Linked DNA regions of Sus scrofa: all the other regions are linked to region 2. Evidence: chromatin contacts called from public Hi-C and HiChIP or PLAC-seq data. All regions are on one chromosome and are shown on one strand. The core of a region is the stretch at or near the end of the contact, and the rest is flanking DNA. Distances in the headings are between cores, read along the strand shown. Region 1 overlaps BCL2L1 (BCL2 like 1). Region 2 has its middle 16 kb from the start of HM13. Region 3 has its middle 22 kb from the start of DEFB116.

Region 1 (3,361 bases), core at 341-2,840, 170 kb before region 2:
AAGCACTGGTCTTAGAATCCCAGTTCTCCTCTCAAATCTGCTTCCGCTCAGTGTCTCACCTTGGCCAAGTCACTTTACCCCCAGGCCCCAGTTTCCCCATCCGTAAGATGAAGGGTTGATGTTGACCATCTAGAAATCCTGCTTCTCACTGGCCGTAGGCCTAGTGAGAGATTCTACCGTTATGTCACATGTCACAATAGTTATGCTTTAGGATGACTCTTTCCTGTCAGCAGCTGCAACACTTTCACTGCTAAAAATTTACTAATTCCAGTGTCTGTGTAGGGTGGCTTGTCGCTGGCCCCGCAGTAATGCTGTTCCACATTTATGTAGCACTGTACTGCTTGGAAAGTGCTTTCATTACCACCCTGCCTTTTTGATGATTATAACCCCAGGGAGGTGAGCAGAGGGAAATAGGTTGAGAAAGATGAAGTGACTTGCCCAAGGTTACATCAGGGGAAAGGTGCAGGGCTAGGGCTTTCAAATCTGGATTTGACCACTGACTTGCTGTCTTGAACTTGTAAATGGCTGTAATAACAGTGCCTTGTTCTAAAGATGCAGTGAGTGTCCAGAAGGCTCTCAGCATAGTGACTGAGAGTATCAGCAGCAAACGGCAGCCGCATCTTTGGACTCCTTTAGTCACATCATCTGGCTTCCCGTTTATTACATATTGATTTTTGTAAATAGTGTTTTTTGCTGAAAGAAACTGCCTTTGGGACCTTCTGCTAATTGGTTTCATCCCCAATGAGACTCTTGGGCCAAGCTGGAGCCTTAAGGCTAGCTCCAAGCTACAGGGCTTTTGGGGCAGGCTCCAGAGCTCCCCTCGGAACTAGAGGTTTTTCTCTCGCTCTTCAGGAAATGCCATTGCAATGACTTCCATGGACTGCTTCCTGTCCCAGCCCTGCAGCCGGATTCTCGCTGGCGAGAGTGTGGAAACTGGAAAGTAATATCCCTAAGGGCTCCCACAACCCTCCTTTTTTTAGCCACATGCCCTCCTGTTCCTCTTGTGGTTACTTTCTTTGCTCCTTTCTCTTCCACCTAGCTTCTCTCTCTAGCCTGTGACCATCCCTATAAAATTTAGAAAGCGCACTTGGCACAACATTGTAAATCCATGATAGTTTTTAAAAATTGGGGGAAAAAATTTAGAAAGTGCATTTCCGCTGAGTTCTGTCAGACCTTTCCACCCCTTGCCCCCCCACTTGGGGGTTGTTCAGAACTCCTGAGTTCTCTCGTGGCTCCACACTAAATAGCAGTTTTGTCTTGGACTCCCCCTAGAGGGACATCAAACCTGTCACTTGCAGTGCCTTATGTCATCCATGAACCCCAAGCTCCCCGGGGGTCCCCACCCCACCCCTGCCCAGGACTGGGACTCCTAAAAGAGGTCTTAGAGGTTTGGCACATAGAAATCCTGCCTCATGGAGACTGACGACAGAGGGTAGCCCGCCACCCCCTCCAGCGGTCACCTTTCAGGAGGAAGCTCGAAAACCTTGTTGGACAGTCATCTGAGGAATGGGAGCTAGCCTGGGAGGGGATTGGAACGCACTCAACTATGCCTCAGATCCTTTGTTCCGCTCTTGAAAGGGAAACATTCCCCTCCCTCCTCCCTGGCCACACACACGTGCCTTTGTTCCCTCTGTCAGGCGGGCCGGGAACACTGTGTCCTTCCAAGGAGCCTGACTTGCCTCCCCAGAGGCTGGCCTCCCGGTCAGCAGGACTGAGATTTTTGCCCAGGAGCCTCCAGCCTCATGGCCTTTCCATAGAAGAGTCTTTTCCCCTGAGGCTGAGGACTTGCCTACAAACAGCTGCCCAGGAACTTCCCTGGAATTCTTCCATGGGATGCTCGTGTCCCAGGATTACACAACCCCTCCCTCTTATTCCACTCGGTGATTAATATTATTGTTAATGTTACTATTAATAGCACCTCACATTTATCAAGTACTTATTCTTTGCCAGGCATTGTTCAGAATGCTTCACATGTATTAACGTATTCCATTCGCAGAGCAGCACTCTGAAGTTGCTGCTATTATTATCCCCATTTTACATATGAGGAAACTGAGGTACAGAGATGTTAGGTGCCTTAGGCAGGGTAGCACAGTTAGTAAGTGGCCAAGCCTGTGAGAGTACCTTCCAAGCTCCCACTTTTTAACACTGTACTGTGCCCCCTCCCCCAACTGTACCAGTGTCTAAATGGTTGTTGGCATTTATCCAGAGCTCCTTCTGTGACAGTGCTTTCACCACACCTTCTCTGTGTTACTGGCCAACAACCTCATCATTATAGGATGGTGAGATTTGGGGGCACTCCTTTAGTGGGAGGCAGAGTCAGAATTTGAAACCAAGTCTGTCTTACTCCCACCCCCCCCACCCCCACCCCCGCCACCATGTTCTTTATCTCTAAGCCTTCCTTAAAAGCTCTACAAGGTAGGTGGTGGTATCTTCAGTTGATGGTTGACAAGACTGAGGCTCAGAGAAAAGTGACGGTGCTCGGGGCCTCACAGGCCAGTAGCTAGATGACGTAGGATTCAGACTTGAGGTGCTTGATCTCACCGCACTGTACTGCCGTGGCCGTGTGCAGAACGATGATATTGCTTTTCTGTGCATGATGATGCTTTCTTGGCTCCCTCATTTCATAGTGAGATGAGTTTGTTCAGTCCCATTTCAGGGAGGAAACTAAGGCAAGGGGCCTTGTCCCACAGTAAATGGCTTAGAATCTGTGTTCTAGCTTTTAGCCCACTGTTCTCCATGTTGCCTGCCTTCCCTGAGGCTGGATTCATTGCTGGAACTGTTCTCAGAGTTTAGTTTCATCTGTTACATCAGCACATACTGATGAATGCTTTATACGTGCTAGGACCTGTGGGTACTGCAGAGGAGGGAACTGAGTCCCCTCCCTCAGTGGCCTGTTGGTGTCATTCTGCCATCTGAGTCAGGCCTCCTGCATCATACGTCCATCCCCTCAGCTCCCAGACACACCCGGCAAAGTTCACTGTAGTATGTATTGATGACTTTCTACACACCCATGGTTAAAACTCTGCACTCAGGTTTGAAACGTACCTTGATTCCTTGCTGGTGGCGTAACTCCAGGCAAATCAGCTTTAAATTCTCATCCACAAATCTAAGAGAATAGTATCAGCCTACCAGAGTAGGCAAGGCTCAAACGAGAAAGTGAAATGCAAAAGTGTTTTTTAGTAATAATGACAGATGCCGGGTGTTGAGTGGTTGCTCTGTGCCAGGCGCTATGTTTATGCTCCTGACACAATCATCCTGTTTGGTACTCGCAACTGCTCTGGTGTGAAGATGGAGAGTCCAGCACTTTAAGAGGCTCTGTAACGTGTCCACAGTAACACCCCTTGTAAGAGGCAGAGTGGGT
Region 2 (3,500 bases), core at 407-2,906:
TTCCACCACTGGAGATCGTTTCCTTTGGGGGGGGGTGTAGGGTGTTGAAGGCTTTTCAGTCTTCAGGGAGCCCCAGCTAATGATGAAAACCCCTGTGATGTGTCCTATGCTAAGCCTGTTCCCAAGAGGACAGGCTGGCTGACAGGCAGCCAAGGGTGAGATGCCGTGGGAAGGAGATCCTGACTGAGGGCGGGAGGAATGTGGGAAGCACCAAGGCCGGCAAAAAAACGGGGGCGGGGGTGGGGGCGTCAGCCACGGCAAGGGGGAGGCAGCTGGGAGCCTTGGGCTGGGGACTCAGGAAGCTTGGCTTCACCACCAACGTGCTGTGTAATGCTGGGCAAGTTTCTTTCCTACTCGGAATGCTGATCTGGGTCAGTGCTGTGGAATAAATTGCTTCTGGGTTATCTTAAAGCTCTTGGTGTCAGGAAGATGGGGTTCTGGGTGGTGGTGGCCATGACAACTATCTCTGTGCCGATAGTGACCAAGGAGACTTGCCAAGACTTTCATTACCAGGTACAAGAGCCAAGTGATTGGTTATCAGTTCTGCCTGGAGACTGATTCCTCCCTGTCACCTCCTTCCATCACCAGCTAACGTTCAGGATTTATGAGACCAGACCAGTTGACACCCAGGGAGGTGTCAGGAGTCAGGGACCTGTGTTCTAGTGCCCTCCCTTGTGATGACAGACTGTGTGACCTTGGGCAAGTCTGCCTCCCTTTGGGCCGGAGCTTCATCATCCGGAAAAGGAAGCGTTTGTACAAGGCCCTTTCACCTCTAAATTTCTAACAATCTGCCTTTAAACAAGAGACAAAGTTGTTGTTTCCGGGGATGATATGAAAAGTGGTAATGACAGTATGACTGTCACTTGCTGACATACCCGCTTGGGCCCTGCTGTGTGGATATGTTATACCCATGGCTCTGCTGTGGCAGATATCACCCCTTCAGTGGCTCTAAGTGGGGAGGTCTTTGTGGTCCTGGAGGAGGGTCTGGAGTGGCCAGTCCTTGGTGGGTTTTGGGGCGCATTCAGAACAGGGGTTCTTTTATTTTATTTTATTTTATTTTTTGTCTTTTTTTGCCATTTCTTGGGCTGCTCTCGTGGCATATGGAGGTTCCCAGGCTAGGGGTCCAATCGGAGCTGTAGCCACCAGCCTACACCAGAGCCATAGCAACACAGGATCCGAGCCGCGTCTGCAACCTGCACCACAGCTCTCGGCAACACCGGATCCTTAACCCACTGAGCAAGGCCAGGGATTGAACCCGCAACCTCATGGTTCCTAGTTGGATTCGTTAACCACGGTGCCACGACGGGAACTCCGGAACAGGGGTTCTTAACAACTAGTAGGAATGTATCTAAATATTTTGACAACTAGGGTGGCCATACTTTGTATCCTGGCTGAACACCAGCCTCGATGGGATCTATAATCATGGAATCAGAGGCACTGTGAGTATCGAAGGGAGATTTTTCCAGGCAGAGGGGCCGCCCTGATGAAGCCAATGGTTTTCAAGCCCAGCCCTGGCCAAGATCTCCGAGAGTAGGACCAATCCCTCTTCCTGGCCACTGCATCTCCCTGAGTCAGCTGTGTACAGTCCCCAGAGAGTTGAATTTGCCAGTGTCTCAGTTCCAGGATGGCTGATGCCCAGAGCAGCGGGTAGGGCACTGCAGGAGCTGGCAGAGCAGGGGGGCCCAAGGAGGAAGCAGGAAGCTCGGGGACGCCTGCTCCTCCTCTCCCGGGAGACCAGGCCTTGGGCCGATGCCAGACCCTTGGCCTCCCGGATCTGCTCCCCACCCCCTGCATTCCCCTCTCCCTGCCTCTCCCAGCAGGACTTTGCAAACAGCCTCTCCGATGGGGATGGACGTGGCGGCCGCCTCCTCCCTGCACACTTTCCATTCCCAGCCCTGAGCCTCAGCCAGGGTTCCTCAGGAAAATTGGCTGAAAGAGACATTTTCCATGCTCTTGACTGCTCTGCTGGGTGGCTGTCCCTGCCTCCACTCTTGTCTCTTCTGCAGCTGGTCACCCAGACGCAGAAGTGGGGGTGGGGGGGGATGATATTTGGTTAACTGGTTGCTTGCCGCTCACTCACCATTTAATTTAATTTATTTTATTTTTTTGTCTTTTTAGGACCGCACGCATGGCACATGGAGGTTCCCAGGCTAGGTGTCGAATCGGAGCTACAGCTGCCGGCCTACCCCATGGGATCCAAGCCGCATCTGTGATCCACAGCCACAGCATCATGGGATCCAAGCCGCATCTGCGACCCACACCACAGCTCAGGGCAACGCCGGATCCTCAACCCACTGAGTGAGGCCAGGGATTGAACCTGTGTCCTAATGGATGGTAGTTGGGTTTGTTTCCGTTAAGCCATGATGGGAACTCTCCATTTAATTCTACATGTCATTTATCTCCCTGGGCCTCGGTTTGCGCATCTGCGAAATGAGCTAGCTATCCTGGGAAGCAGGCTTAGGAGTTAGACATTCCTGATTTAATCCTTAGTTCTGCAGCTTAGTAACTGTGTGACTTTGGACAAGATACTTAACTTCGTGGATCCTCAGCTTCCCTCATCTGTTAGATGGTGTTGTCTCTTACTGTTGTAAAAATTAATGAGATAGCTTTGGCAACTGGAAGAGAGAACACCCTTCTACCCCAGGCCAATAATGAGGAGCGGAGTAGCCTAGGCTAAGAATTTAATCCATGGGGTGTTAGTGGCTGCAAACTATTACATTTAGAATGGATAAACAACACAGTCCTGCTGTATAGCACAGGGAATTATATCGTCTCCTGGGATAGACCATGATGGAAAAGAATATAAAAAAAGAATGTGTGTGTGTGTGTGTGTGTGTGTGTGTGTGTATATATGACTGAGTCATTTTGCTATATAGCAGAAATTGGCACTACATTGTAAATCAACTATACTTTAATTAAAAAACAAACAAAAATTTAATCCAGTCTTTGGAAGCTGTAATTTCAAAGCTGCACTGGGGCAGCAAATAGGTACAGTCACTGAGAGAAATATTGCTCAACTTTGGTACAATCAGAGAAATGTAAGGTAACAAGGAGACACCTTTTAACCCAACCTTCCCTCTTCCTGTCTCAGAGAGACTATCAAATGAGCAAAGACTGGTCTTTTGGGTTCCTAAACCCAGTTCCAACGTGTGTGCATGTGTGTGTTGTGTGTGTGTGTGTAGGTTTCCCTGCACCAATAAGCAATTCTCAGACACCCTGCTGGTGTTCATTCTGACACTGTTCACCCAGAGATAGCATCAGATGCCGCACGTAAAGGGCTCAGTGCCACAAGACGGCCCTCTATTCCAGATGTCAACTGCTAGTCTGGGTTGCTACCTGTATTTTTGGCTTTAGGTGCATTCCAAAAGTCACTTTCGGAGTTCCCCATCGTGGCGCAGTGGTTAATGAATCCGACTAGGAACCAGGAGGTTGCGGGTTCGGTCCCTGCCCTTGCTCAGTGGGTTAATGATCCGGCGTTGCTGTGAGGTGTGGTGTAGGTT
Region 3 (3,355 bases), core at 811-3,310, 140 kb after region 2:
AGTACACATCAAGATATATTAAAACTAATAAAAAAAGAAATGTGAATGAAATAGAGGATAAAAATGTAGTCTGTTCTCAATATGAGTTAGCAATTTTTTTTTTTTTTTTTTTTTTTTTTTTTTTTTTTTTTGTCTTTTCGCCATTTCTAGGGCCGCTCGAGCGGCATATGGAGGTTCCTAGGCTAGGGGTCGAATCGGAACTGTAGCCGCCGGCCTACGCCAGAGTCACAGCAACGCGGGATCCGAGCCGCTTCTGCAACCTACACCACAGCTCACGGCAATGCCAGATCCTTAACCCACTGAGCAAGGGCAGGGACCGAACCCGCAACCTCATCGTTCCTAGTCAGATTCGTTAACCACTGCGCCACCACGGGAACTCTTGAGTTAGCAAATATTTTCTTCTTTGTGGGTGTTTTGTTTTGAAGGCGGCCTTTCTCCCTTCATCACCTGTGCTTTCTCAGATCTCAAAAGAGCATTGACTCCTTACACATTTAGGGTATTTTATGACTTGGAAAATTGTAAAACTAATAAAGATTCCGTCATTTTGGAGTAGCTGAAATTTCAAAAGATCCTTCTCTTAGCATCTACAATGGTGATTATAAAATATTATGACCCCAATTTTTCGCACGGGTGAGACCGTGGCTTTCTGATCTCAAGCAAAACTGACAAACCGCCTGTGACAGCGTTCACAGATAGTGCCCTTACCCAAATCAAGACTCAAATTGAGACCTGGGAGGGAGTCCTCTGATGGCCTAGCAGGTTAAGCCTCCTGCATTTTCACCATTGTACTCTGGCTGCGGCTGTGGCACTGGTTCAATCCCTGGCCTGGGAACTTCTACATGCTGCAGGTGTGAAAAACAAAAAACAAAAAAAACAAGAGAGAACCTGAAATAAACATCGCAACTCTCATTAAAAAAAAAAAAAAAAAAATTTGAGACCTTAGTGATGGACAAGCATCGTATTCAGACTAGCATTGGTGTTCGTAATTTACTGTTGGCACCAAAGATTTACTCTCTTCCTTTGCTTATGTAATCTAGCACATGATACACATAGAGAAAGAAAGAACATTTTAGAACTAGTTAGGCTTGATTAGTATGTTTTGGATTCTTTCAGAATCGCTCAACAGTATTATTATTATTATTACTATCATTATTATTATTCTTTTGTCTTTTTAGGGCCACGCCAGCAGCGGCATATGGAAGTTCCCAGGCAAGGGGTTGAATTGGAGCTGCAGCTGCTGGCCTACACCACAGCCACAGCAACACCAGATCTGAGCGCCATCTGTGACCCACACCCCAACTCACAGCAATGCCAGATCCTTAACCTACTGAGTGGGGCTAGGAATCGATTCCTTGTCCTCATGTATACTAGTTGGGTTTATTACCACTGAGCCACAACAGGAACGCCACTCAACAGTATTATAAAAGAGATTTTATTTTTATGATGTCCAGGTAAAGAAAGCAGTTCATACCTGCATTTGAAGGTCTTTTATAATATTTAGATAGTTTTTTAATACACATGAAGAATAGTCCAGATAAATATTCAAAAATTTTTTTGTTTATTTAAAGTTTTTTTTTTGGTCTTTTAGGGCTGCACCTGTAGCAAATGGAAGTTCTCAGGCTAGGGGTCAAATAGCAATAGCCGCTGGCCTATGCCACAGCCACAGCAACAAAAGATCCAAACAGCATCTGTGATCTACACCACAGCTTGCAGTAACACCAGATCCTTAACCCACTGAGCAAGGCCAGGGATTGAAACCGAGTCCTCATGGATACTATTTGAGTTCTTAACCCGCTGAGCCACAACAGGAACTTCTAAACACTTTTTTGTTTTAATTGGACAAAAGTCTCTTTATTAGAACCACTTTCTTGCCCCCTCCCCATTAATCAATCAATCAATTAATTTTATGGGAGTATAATTGGCATATAACATTGCCTTGGGTGTGGTAGCTTCTTTTAGTAGAGGGCAACACACAGAGACTGAGCTATGAGCTTTCGGCAGCCAGCATTCTTGGCAGTCCTGATGGGGAGTCTAGGTGGTACACTGTAGTATACACTTCGAGATGTCCACTTTGAGACCTGTCTGGACACTTCTGGATGTTGATCAGTTAAACCTAGTGAACACCCTGAAAAAACCTTGGGTAACCAGAGTGGTCAAGACTTGTGCTGTCCAGGAGCCTGGAAAAAGATGAAGCGCAGAAGCTGATTATTAACGATTAGACTCTATTTTCTTTTCAAATGCATGTAGTGATTTATTAAGCAATGATTTATTGGCTGGACTGAGGAGGTATCAATTTCCTAGATGACAGTTAGCTTGGAAGCCCCAGTTTATAAATCCTCACCCAAAATGGATGTCTCGAAGGAGAAGTGGAGCTTGCCATTACTTGATGTCTTGTACAAATCACATATAAATGAGAGATAAGCAGTGACTGTTATTGGATTAAGAGACAAGGAAAAAGTTTTCGGAAAATTTTAAGTTTATAAAAAGGAGAATGGAGGAGGAAAAGAAGTGCGAAGGGGCCCTGAGGAGGTCTGGAGGTCTCGTAAAAAGAAAGGTATAAAGAAGGTAATTCCTTAAAAAAAAAAAAAAATCCAACACTTTCAGTATAATAATGGTGCTGGAAGAAACAGTTTATATTAAGCAGTGACACTTAGGGAATGTTGCATAATTTGCAGCCTTAACTAATGGATAAATGTTCTCACACAGATTCTAGTGCATTCTGGAAAAGAAACCCAGTAAAAAGGAGCGAAGGCATTTTCTGCAAATCCAAGGCTAAGGTAAATTGTGTTGACAACAGAGAGGAGAATCGTGAATGTAAAACATTATATGCTCCATCTTCTACGTGTTAAAAACCCTCTGTGGTCTCTGTCTATAAGTTTTTAACTTGCTTTTTCCTCCCCTTCTTAGTAATCATTGAGATTCCAGCCCTCGTTCTGGCAACTGTAAATCCTGCTCTCTGCTGGTGAAATAAATTTCCACAAGAAGAAAATGTTCTTTCCTCCCATGTAATCTGCTAGAAAAGCAGATAATATCCAGTTTGATAAAGCTATTCGTATGAAGATTAATGCTAACAAAGAAGCATTTTGTAAACTACCCAGACTTCAAAGTTTGTTGCTACATCTTATGAAATTAACCTCAACCTCCACAAGGTCTGTAATTCCAACTGGTTGTGGTATTTATTATATGTGTCACATTTTATCTTTCCTTAAAGATAAAAAGTCAGAAGGGATCCCTGGACCTACCAACTCCTCTCATACAATGAAACAAACAAGTAAAATGACCCCACAGGTTTCTCATCGAAACCGAACGTGAGATATATTTGAATTAATAATGACTATTAGGGAACTATTGATTC

The links. A called contact is a pair of places that touch in the nucleus more often than the background predicts. HiChIP or PLAC-seq counts read pairs in DNA pulled down with a chosen protein or histone mark.
Region 1: a contact with region 2 is called in an H3K27ac HiChIP or PLAC-seq map of skeletal muscle. The contact joins two enhancer-like sites. A contact is called at or near these places in 1 of 5 promoter capture datasets (fetal skeletal muscle) and 1 of 2 datasets of contacts at active chromatin or transcription factors (skeletal muscle).
Region 3: a contact with region 2 is called in a Hi-C map of omental adipose tissue, with 2.3 times the contacts expected there. The contact joins two enhancer-like sites. A contact is called at or near these places in 1 of 5 promoter capture datasets (fetal skeletal muscle), 17 of 47 Hi-C or Micro-C datasets (alveolar macrophages, embryonic fibroblasts, epiblast stem cells and 11 more) and 1 of 2 datasets of contacts at active chromatin or transcription factors (skeletal muscle).

Annotation. Positions count from the first base shown.
Region 1 is chr17:35,403,965-35,407,325 of Sscrofa11.1, reverse strand. All of the region lies in intron 1 of BCL2L1 (BCL2 like 1), which reads left to right. Among named protein-coding and RNA genes, the nearest start is that of BCL2L1, 8.4 kb to the left of the region's middle. Within about 2 kb of position 1,590, at least 60 of the 83 cell types and tissues checked have an H3K27ac peak or open chromatin away from gene starts, as enhancers often do. A contact at or near this core is called in fetal skeletal muscle and skeletal muscle, where this site is marked.
Region 2 is chr17:35,230,832-35,234,331 of Sscrofa11.1, reverse strand. No RefSeq gene overlaps it. Among named protein-coding and RNA genes, the nearest start is that of HM13, 16 kb to the left of the region's middle. Within about 2 kb of position 1,656, at least 26 of the 83 cell types and tissues checked have an H3K27ac peak or open chromatin away from gene starts, as enhancers often do. A contact at or near this core is called in fetal skeletal muscle, omental adipose tissue and skeletal muscle, where this site is marked.
Region 3 is chr17:35,087,701-35,091,055 of Sscrofa11.1, reverse strand. No RefSeq gene overlaps it. Among named protein-coding and RNA genes, the nearest start is that of DEFB116, 22 kb to the right of the region's middle. Within about 2 kb of position 2,060, at least 2 of the 83 cell types and tissues checked have an H3K27ac peak or open chromatin away from gene starts, as enhancers often do. A contact at or near this core is called in omental adipose tissue, where this site is marked.